Linked DNA regions of Mus musculus: region 2 is linked to region 1. The links are chromatin contacts, called in public promoter capture Hi-C maps. All regions are on one chromosome and are shown on one strand. The core of a region is the stretch at or near the end of the contact, and the rest is flanking DNA. Distances in the headings are between cores, read along the strand shown.

The links. Promoter capture Hi-C pulls out the DNA fragments that hold promoters and counts their contacts.
Region 2: a promoter capture Hi-C map of liver shows a contact between it and region 1, with 4 times the contacts expected there. The contact joins the promoter of Lix1l here to the promoter of Anxa9 in region 1. A contact is called at or near these places in 2 of 39 promoter capture datasets (liver and pre-B cells).

The regions. Positions count from the first base shown.
Region 1 is chr3:95,312,024-95,317,092 of GRCm38.p6, forward strand. It overlaps Anxa9 (annexin A9), which reads right to left and starts at 3,157. Exons shown (of 14, transcript NM_001379545.1): 1 at 2,780-3,157. It overlaps Cers2 (ceramide synthase 2), which reads left to right and starts at 3,167. Exons shown (of 11, transcript NM_029789.2): 1 at 3,167-3,322. LOC115489748 reads right to left here and starts at 3,773. Exons shown (of 2, transcript XM_030252979.1): 1 at 3,734-3,773; 2 at 2,721-3,541. The coding sequence starts at 3,773. The coding sequence ends at 2,739.
Region 2 is chr3:96,598,044-96,603,124 of GRCm38.p6, forward strand. It overlaps Lix1l (Lix1-like), which reads left to right and starts at 3,090. Exons shown (of 6, transcript NM_001163170.1): 1 at 3,090-3,430. The coding sequence starts at 3,139. Gm52628 (a long non-coding RNA gene) reads right to left here and starts at 3,056. Exons shown (of 2, transcript XR_003954672.1): 1 at 2,268-3,056; 2 at 1,539-2,174. It overlaps Ankrd34a (ankyrin repeat domain 34A), which reads left to right. Exons shown (of 2, transcript NM_001024851.3): 2 at 1-1,735. The coding sequence ends at 926.

The DNA of each region.
Region 1 (5,069 bases), core at 1,907-4,406:
TTTCAATGTCTCTTTTCCCTTTTTTTCGAGACAGGATTTCCTCTCTGTTGTAGCTTTGGTGTCCTGGAACTTGCTCTGTAGACAAGGCTAGATTTGAACTCAGAAACCTGACTGCCTCTGCCTCTCAGGAGCTGGGACTAAGGGTGTGCGCCACCACTATCCAGCTGCTTTTAGCTTTTTCATCTCTTGATGAGGTGACTTAGGGTGACTTAGGGTGTCCGCAGCGGCGCAGCGTGACTGACCTGCAGTGACTGACCTGCTGACTCCTTAGCACTTCTTCAACCCCCTCGCCCAATCAATGTTGCTTCTCTTTCATTTCTCTTCTTCACTTTCAAGGCCTTCCCCACCACATATTTACTTGTTATTTATTTGTTTATTTATGAGTTTGGTTTGTGTGTGTCTGTAAACATACATAATACATTCATATACATACATATATAATTATTATTATCTTTTTTTTTTTAATTTTTGGAGACAGGTTTTACTCTGTAGCCCTGGCTGTGTAGAACAGACTGGCCTCAAACTCCTAGAAATCTACTTGCCTCTGCTGGGATTTACAGTGCGTCACTGTGATGGGCAGGCAGGAGTCTGTGTTTTACAATCTCCTTTTTGCCATTAGGTTGCATGTGTTGGCCTTCCGTGGAGCTGGTTCAAATAGCTAAACCTAGCCCCGTGGCCTGTCCGATGCCTTGGGACACCTCAGCAGTTTATTCACAGGAAGTGAGTCACCACAAGCAGGGCACACTTGGGGCATTGTGGGCATGGCAATGCCAACTGAGGGTGGAGGATGGGTTAGAAAGGCAGGCGTGGTGATTCTAATCTCCTGGTCCAGCCAGGGAGAGTGTGTGGGGAACAGCACCCCAGTGCTGGCGGAGGCCAGGGTTCTCCTCCTTCCATTTACTCTTTTGTATACCTTCTTATCTCCATTTCTCAGGCCCTCACTCTCCGATATCCTGCCTCTGCCCACAAAACTCCCCACTGCTTTCTGTTTTCTCTTTCTTCCTCTCTTCCTCTCTTTTAAAGTTAATTGCACTTACCCAGAGGACATATTTAAAAAGTCTGGTACAGCTGAGTGTGTTAGTTCACACCTGAAAATCCAAACCGTAGGAGGATTTTGAGTTTGGAACCGGGCTGGGCAACATAGTGAGATACTTTCTCAAAAAGATTAAAAATACATCCCAGGACAGCCAGGGCCACAGAGAGAAACTCTGTCTCGAAAAAACAAACAAACAAATGAAGTATCTGGTGGAAACCATGGGAAAGCCAAGTATTAAAAAAAAAAAAAAAAAAGAAAAGAAAAGAAAAGAAAAAGAAAAGAAAAAGGGACAATTCATCAAGAACGGTGGGGAGGGGTTAAAAAGGGTTAGCCAGTGCCCAAACAGCAGACTTGGTTGGAAAAAGAAGTGAGGGTGTATGTGTGTGCGCGTTGCAGAAGATTTTAGGAAGGCTACTGAAGAGGGATAGAGCAGAGTGCAGGGGACAGCCAGGCTTTTGTGGTGTATCATCTGTGCTGGGGTCTCACTGCAAGGACCAAGTGGGCAGACAGGCTGGAAATCATCCACTGCCTCTCTAACTCCCCAAACAGACAAGATCGAGAGCCAAACTCTCACACTAGAGTAGTGAGGTTACATCTCTTCCTAAGATCACAGGCAAAGCCCTGGTGCTAGAAGGCAGGCATACATTGTGAGGCAAGCCTCTGGCACAGGCTTAATGATGACAGACAAACGGCGGGGCTGGAGAGATGGCTCGGCGGTTAAGAGCACAGGCTGCTCCTTCAGAGGACCTGGGTTCATAACAAAGGCGGGAGAGACAGCTCAGCTGTCATGTTCTTACTTACAGAGGACCCGTTTGATTCTCAGCACCCACATAGCTGCTTACAACCTTATATAACTCCAGTTCCAGGGAATCTGATATCCTCCACTGACCTTGTTGGCCACCAGACATTCGTGGAACACATGCATACATTCAGGCAAAACACTCACACACATAAATTTAAAAAGAAAAAACAAAACTATTTTATGAAGGTTTAAAAAAAAACATAGTCTCCCAAATGCTGGGACTGTGCTTGGGCATGAGATGTGAAATTGCACCAGGCAGGGTTTTGGTTTTGTTTTGTTTTGTATTTTTTTTGGTTTTTCGAGACAGGGTTTCTCTGTGTAGCCCTGGCTGTCCTGGAACTCACTCTGTAGACCAGGCTGGCCTTGAACTCAGAAATCCGCCTGCCTTTTCCTCCCAAGTGCTGGGATTAAAGGAGTGCGCCACCACTTCCCAGGGGATAGTTTTTAAAGCATTTTTTACATGGAAGAAGCTAAGCTTAACTCTCCCGGTTAAGGGTCACTTGACAACTTAGTCAAGTTCTGTCCATAATGGGAGTATGGGAGATGGGAGTTAAGGCTGCTGGGCGCTTTCTCTCTCTCTCTCCCCCCCATCCGTCCCCTTATTTATTAATTTATATGAGTACAATGTGGCTGTCTTCAGACGCACCAGAAGAGTGCATGGGATCCCAGATAGTTGTGAGTGACCATGTGGTTGCTAGGAATTTAACTCAGTATCTCTAGAACAGCAGTCGGTGTTCTTAACCGCTGAGCCATGTCTCCAACCTGCTGCTCTCTTCTTGAGGCATAGATTTTATGGGACTATTTAAGGGAAAACAGGTTCTAATACGAAACTGATCACGGCTAACCATAGTGTAGCCTGGAGTACATTTTACAAAAGGTTTGAGTAGCTCTGTTAGGACTCTAAACAGCAGGGCTGGGGGAGGGGGCATTGTGGATCTCACCGTAGGGAGCATCGGGATCTGTGCAGGGTTTTCTCCGCGTGCACCCTTCCTCTGATGCCCAGTGAAGCCGGACGATGGGATTGTAGCATTCAACCCGGGGGTAAATCATGGGCTGAGGTCGCCGACCACACCAGGGCCGCGGGGTTGGGCAGAGGCAGCCAGCTCTGAACTGCTCTGGGCTCAAGCACCAGGGGGTCCCTGACCAATGTCCGGGTGGGCCGCAACCGCGCCACTCAGAGACCCAGGCGCCCTGCGGGGCACGTGCCACCCGCCCCGTCGGGGCTCCTCCGCTCCATAGGCGCAGCGCAGGGTTCCGGGCACCGGGCCCCGCCCGGCCGCGGCCCACACCCAACTCAGCTCCGCTACTGGGCTCGGCCTGGGCTCGCCGGGGCTCGGCGGGCAAAGGAGGAAGGAGGGAGGGAGCCGCGGGCAGCGGAAGGGGGAGGAGAGGACCCGGCCCAGTCAGTGCGCACCGGCCGGGCGCTAGAAGTGGGAAACGGAGTAGCGGCGCCCGGGCCGGAGCAGCTCTGCACCGGACGCCGAGTAAGTCTGTGCGCGGGTCCGCGAGGGTGGCGGGGCAGTGACGGGCGCGGGGGCTCAGGGTGCAGCTCGGAGGGAGCGGGGCCTCCACCGGCTCATGGCGGCCGGCCTGCCGGAGGGCGGGCCGAGCGCTGCTGGAGCGGGCGATCCGGGCCCGGCTGGGGCCTCGGACCAGAGAAGGCCTGCGGGGCAACAGGTAGGGGGACTGGGGCCGGGCGCTCGCTCAGGATCCATGGTACAGACGCCCCTTTGTTAGGAGTGGAGCAGTAGCGGACCTTCGGTGCTAGAAGCCCCTGCGGGCCCGCGTGCGTCCTGGGGCCTGAGTGTGGAGGCCGAGGAGGAACGGTGGCGGCCCCTGCTGTTGCTGCTGTTGCTGCTACTGCTACCGCCGCCGCTGCCGCCTCTGTTTCTGACCCCCTTGTGCCCATCCCAAGAGGGAGGTCAGAGTGTCCATGTGCCTAACGGGAAACAGGAAGGAGTACACTCTTTAGTGTCTGTCCCGGCCCCAAAGGGCTCACATTCCTATACCGTTATGGGGCGTGTTTGGCCAGCTCTGGGTTGTAACTTGCTAATTACAGGCCCAGAGGCCCTCAAGTTAGTTGGCTACCTGCAGGTGGGTGGCATTTCTTTTTAGCCTGAGCTTGGGAATTCCTGTGCCTAAGCTGCACTCCTGGCATCCAAACCAGATCTCACTTATCCGAGTTTCCAGCCTCAGCTGTCAGGGTGTTCTAAGCGCTGTGAGGTCTGGAGTGAGCCGGTCTTCCCCAGAACTGAGTTAGGGAAGGCCTCCCCCAGAAATTACTTCTGTTTGTGTGAGAGCTGGGGTAGGGGGTCACTTCCCATCCCAGAGCTAAGGTGACTGTCTTGCATTTGTGATGGGGCCCCTAAGGTCAAATATTCCGTTCCTTAGGTCTTGTTTCTGGCCACATAGTGCCTAATTTCTAAGGGGTGTGGTGTGGTGTGCTGTGTGTGTGAACTAGTTCTGGTGCCTCTATTCTCACTGGAGCCTCTGACTAGGTTTCTCTCTGTCGCTGGCCACAGGGAGACTGACATTGTACAGTTCCTTTCAACACTACCCCATTTGCCGCTGCTACTTCAACCTACTGGCCTCTCCCTGTCTCTGGAAGGCATATTCTTATATAGTGTTTGGGGTTGGAGCAGGGAAGTTTGTGAAACATCCCAGAGAAGCCTGAGGCCACGGTTGTCACAGCCTCACCCCTTAGCTTTACCAGAATCTGCCCTGTATTTTTGGGCTCATACTTTAGCCCGAAGCAGTTGACTTCTATTGCTCTTCAATATCTAGAAAGAAGTTCTTTTTTTTTTTTTTTTTTAAATGGTTGTTGATTTTGTTTTTTTTTTTTTTTAGATTTATTTATTTCATTATATGTAAATACCATAGCTGTCTTCAGACACTCCAGAAGAAGGCATCAGATCTCATTACGGATGGTTGTGAGCCACCATGTGGTTGCTGGGAATTGAACTCAGGACCTTCAGAAGAGCAGTCAGTGCTCTTAACCACTGAGCCATCTCTCCAGCCCTAGAAAGAAGTTTTTTGTTTTTTGTTTTTGTTTTTTTGGTTTTTCGAGACAGGGTTTCTCTGTATAGTCCTGGCTGTCCTGGAACTTATTTTGTAGATCTGGCTGGCCTTGAACTCAGAAATCCGCCTGCCTCTGCCTCTGGAGTGCTGGGATTAAAGGTGTGCACCACCACGCCCGGCTCTATGTCGCCTTCTTAATGGTTGCTCAGACTT
Region 2 (5,081 bases), core at 1,840-4,339, 1.3 Mb after region 1:
AACTGCAGACTGCAGGAGGAGGGCGCGGGTTGTTATCCCCTCGCGCCCAGGAAGAAGAGGAGAAAAGAGACATTTTTGAATTTCCTCTTCCCAAGCCCCCTGATGACCCTTCCCCTTCCGAGCCTCTCCCCAAGCCACCTCGACATCCTCCAAAACCACTCAAAAGGCTCAATTCCGAGCCCTGGGGCCTTGTGGCTCCTCCTCAACCGGTTCCTCCTGCAGAAGGGAGGCCCGGTTTGGAGCGTCTGGCTGCTGAATTCAATGGCTTGACCCTGACCGGGAGACCGCGTCTTTCTCGGCGTCACAGCACCGAAGGCCCGGAGGACCCGCCCCCATGGGCGGAGAAAGTGACGGGTGGGGGTCCTCTCTCGCGCCGAAACACTGCGCCCGAGGCTCAGGAGTCTGGTCTTCCTTCAGGGCTAAGGCAAAAACTGAGCCGCATGGAGCCGGTGGAGCTCGACACCCCTGGACATTTTTGCCCTGACTCCCCCGAGTCCAGCCGGTTATCCCTGGAGCGCCGGCGATACAGCGCCTCTCCGCTGACCCTCCCTCCAGCGGGCTCAGTTTCCTCCCCACGCCAGTCCCAGGAAAGTCTGCCCGGGGCTGTATCCCCGCTGAGCGGACGGAGGCGGAGTCCAGGGCTGCTAGAGAGAAGGGGCTCCGGGACCTTGCTCCTGGACCACATCTCGCAAACACGACCAGGTTTCTTGCCTCCTCTCAACGTCAGTCCCCACCCTCCCATCCCCGACATTCGTCCCCAACCCGGAGGTCGGGCACCCTCACTGCCTGCCCCTCCACCCTCTGGGGCACCAGGGTCTCCCAGGACCAAGCGCAAGTTGGTGAGACGCCACTCCATGCAGACTGAGCAGATTCGCCTGCTAGGGGGGTTTCAGAGTCTAGGTGGGCCTGGGGAACCCGGGCGCTGAAGGAAATGAGGGGCGCCAAGGAGGGGGAGGGTCAGTACCCTGATAGAGGGAGAACCAGCTGATACCTCGGACACGGGATCTCTTGCATGTGCTCCTGGCACTGTGCACGCACACATGGGTAAGCATGTGTCTGTCCACAAGCACAGTACACTTACTAGCGAGAAGGATAAATACTGTGTTTACCGGGTGTGTAGACCCACGCAATCGTGCCCTGGTCATGTCACAAGTACATGGGATTACTTGGGGACCCATAGGCACAGCACACCAACAGAGGACCACTTGTGCTAGGGTCCCAGACTCACATTTGTTCCGAAGCAGCAGGGAGCCCCCACTCATGGCTGGTCTCCTGTATCTTTGCCCCTCCTGAAGAACCCTTGCTTTCCCTGTGTGCCCTGCAGCGTGGCCTAGCATCCCCTCGCACAGTCTGCTTTCTCTTCATGACTATCTCGCCCCATTCTGCAGGCCTTGCTTCTCCATGCCTGGCTCCTTGTTCACACCCTGCTCCCATCCGCTTTTCAGGATGTCTTCTTCACTGTTCTTGGGGTTCCCAAAGCAGCTCCCAATCTCACTTCTGTTGCTGCCTTCCACGCTCTCCACTTCTCAGTTTCCTGCTTTTTATTCCCTCCCTGTGCCCCCCACACACACATATACCACTCCAGATTGTCTTGTTTACCCCAGGGGTAGGTCATGGGCTCAAAGTTGCTCTTCTGTGTGTCTGAGCTTATGAACAACCCCCCACAGGTAGAAGTGGGGAGCAAGCCTAAGTCAGTCCTCTTACCACTTGTCAAATAAATGTGTTCAGAAGTCTGTTTTGTCACTGCTGCCTGAAAGTGTGGGTTGGGGGGGGGGGTGAAGAGAGAGGGCATGGGAGGGTGAGACTTACAGTCACAACTACTCAGGGAGCCAATCTAGAGGCTGCAGCTACTTTCTTTCCAGGAGACCAACTGACCAGTAGTGGTTGTAGAAGAAAAGGCAAATGGGCCCTGTGTTCTGAGGTTTTAAGGCATTTGGTGGGCCTCCCCCCAGCCTCCCCATGCCTGACTTTTAATGATTTAAGATTCTTACTGCCCCTCTTCTCCATAAGCAGATGCTACTTCCTACATCTTGACCACACAGGTTTTGTTGTTGTTTTAAATACAGGGTTTAATTTCATTTCACCAGGTGTGCCTTTATTCATTTTCTTCTAACCTCCATAGTCCCAGGTCTCTTAGCCAACCCTAGGAGAGGGGGTGGGGCTAGTAACTTCACCTAAGGGGAAAAGGAATGGTCAGTCAACAAAAGGGTGTCGCAGCTTGTGTGCATGGATGTCTGCTGGGAACAACTGTTGGAACCCAGACTTACCTGGATCAAGCACCCTTTCCATCTATGTCCTGAATTTCTCTGTTTGATAGGTTTCTGAGTGTATTCTAGCTCACTCTTTCTGTACAGTGATAAACACATTCTACGTTCTCTGACTCCCTTAGTGAGTAGCTGAAGTCAGAAAACCATTCCTGAATGTAAATAGTGAAAAAAGGAAAATATTTGGATTAAAACACTTAATGTCTGAATCTCCCTTGCCATCCAGCCATTTCATGTATCTAATCTTCCTGAGCATCACTTTTCTTGTTTGTAAAATAAAACCTGGTTTGTACTTGGCAGCTATTAAATAAGGCAGTGCACTCAAGTATATGACATAGCATATTCTCACTAAAGTCAGCACTATACTCAGTTTTCACTCCACCACCAATTGTGTATGAACTTAAAGATGAGTCACATCACTTCTCTGAACCGCATCTACATCTAGAAAGTAAAGTGATCAGACAAATGGTCCTTAAGAAACCTCTCCAGCTACAGTTCTATCCAGCCTTGCATCCAGGCCTATTTTCCCTTCAAGCCCCGCCCCAGGGGTCTGGCCGGATTTCTATCGCTTACCACAGGATTCCCAAAGATGCTCCGAAGCTCTCTCTCTTAGACGATTTAGCCTTTTCTTTATTCAATTGGTTCCCGTGCCTCCGCCTTCCTCAATCATTTGCCTAAGGTGGCTCAGGAGCCCACCCCTTTCCTCCCTCTCCACCAGTGATTGGCATGGCATCTGGTTCGTCCCGCCCGCTCTTGACTGACAGCTGGATCCCGGCACCGCCCTCAATCCCCTGGCTCTTGCTCACTGGGGTAGCTGGGACCGTTAGCTCGCCAGGCTGGCAGGCTCCGGGGCCCAGCTCCGCCGGCCACCGGGATGGAGACGATGCGAGCACAGCGGCTGCAGCCCGGTGTAGGCGTCGGTGGGAGAGGCACTTTGCGAGCGCTGCGGCCAGGGGTGACCGGGGCCCCGACTAGCGCCGCCACACCCCCCGTGGGCCCGCCGCCCGCCCCGCCGCCCCCCGCCCCGCCCCCGCCTCCGCTGCTTCTGGCTGGGGCCCCCGGGCTGCCCCTGCCCCCCGGCGCCGCGGGTAGCCCTGCGGTGCTGCGCGAGGCTGTGGAGGCGGTGGTGAGGAGCTTCGCCAAGCACACGCAGGGCTACGGTCGAGGTAAGTGTCGGGAACTGGCCTCCTGCGGGACACCCTCTAGTCAAGAGCCTGGCTCCCACAGCTCCCACTGTCCTCACAGTGGCTCCGCTTGGCGTCCAGCCTTCGCATGCATTTCCTTTTGGGGAGTTTCCTTCTGGACACACACACAAGCGCGCACGCGCGCGTGTACACACACACACACACACACACACACACACACACACACGAGTTATTAATGCATTCTTCAGGGACTCCTGTTTTCAGATGCAATTCTCTTTTCTTCCCAACTTTTTCTCTGTCAGCAGGCTTAAGATTTTAATGTCCTTCTCCCTTTAAGAACCCGCCCCTATTGTGTGGGATCCTCTCCTTTATCTCAGACCCAGGGCATTTCTCATCCTTACCCTTCTCTGTCTTCTCTCTCTGATCTCAGCAATTCCTGTACTCCCATCTCCTGAGCCCTTGTACTTCATCTTCTGAATCTCGACTTTTTAGTTCTTCACATACTTAACTTACCCACCCCACCTCCCACCATGAAATTTCCACCATGACTTCAGATCTGCTGGAGAATTATTAGGTAGTGCTTTCAAAAGTCACTCACAATAATTGTTCCTTTGAATCTGAACCCACACCATTGAGGCCGTGCCAGCTTCCTGTGACTTGGTGCCTCGCTTTAGTGTCTTAGTTTGGAGCCTCACAACTCGGGCCTCTGTCTGTCTGGCGCTGTATTCCTGGCCCTTGCCCAGGAACTGAGGATAAATCTCAGGCCCTGGCTCACTCAATGCTAAATTCTGTGGAAACAAGCCAGGCAACAACCTTATTTTGCTTAGAAATTGCCGGCTTAAAGATGCCTAATTTCTGGGAAGAGGGATGTGAGAATTTTCTTTGTTGTTTTTGTTTAGGCAACGTTAACCAATTTCCTGTCAGAATCCTGGTTCCAAATTCATAGTTTAAACGACAAGGAACACACAGTGAAGGGTGTATGACTCAGACTTTAAGTCTGGAATTTCCAACACATCCCTTCTGTTTCCTTGATCAGGTCCTCCTGGGTCTAAAAGTGACTGCCTCCTTGCTGTTTTCTAGGAGAAAAGTTGCACAGCTCACCCCACCCTCTTTCTTTCTTTCCAGACTGTTGGTTGACCTCCTTCCGCCCCACTCTTTGCTTCCTTTTGGAAGCTTCAGTGAAAAGAGCAGACAGGCTTCGGAGGCCTGTCAGTCCCGGCTCTGTCTTTGGGCAAAGGGTCTCATAACTTCACTGAGCAGCAGTTTCTTCAAGGATTGTGCACATTGATGACAGATTGGGCACTTAAAATGATTGCTAGCCCCGATTTTCTGGTCATCTCTTCCTTGAGACCATGTTTCACTTTCTTCTACTCTTAAATGTTTGTGTCTTTGTGAACAGGAAGATTTCAGTGAAGTTGAACGTTCAGATCCACTCTGCTGCACGCCTGATGGCTCATTTATTCTCCCCTTCTCTTTGCTCTCTAACCAGTTTGAATTGCAGCCAGGCTAGGATTCTGTAGGGTGCTGGGCTACAAATGGATGCACTTCTGAAGCTACTGAGTCAACAGAGTTACTTTCCAGGTCGGTTAGAGTAAACAAGGTTTAACATGGCTACACCATAAATATGTCCGGCTCTTTTTTATCTCATTCTGAGGGAAGCATTTTGCCTCGG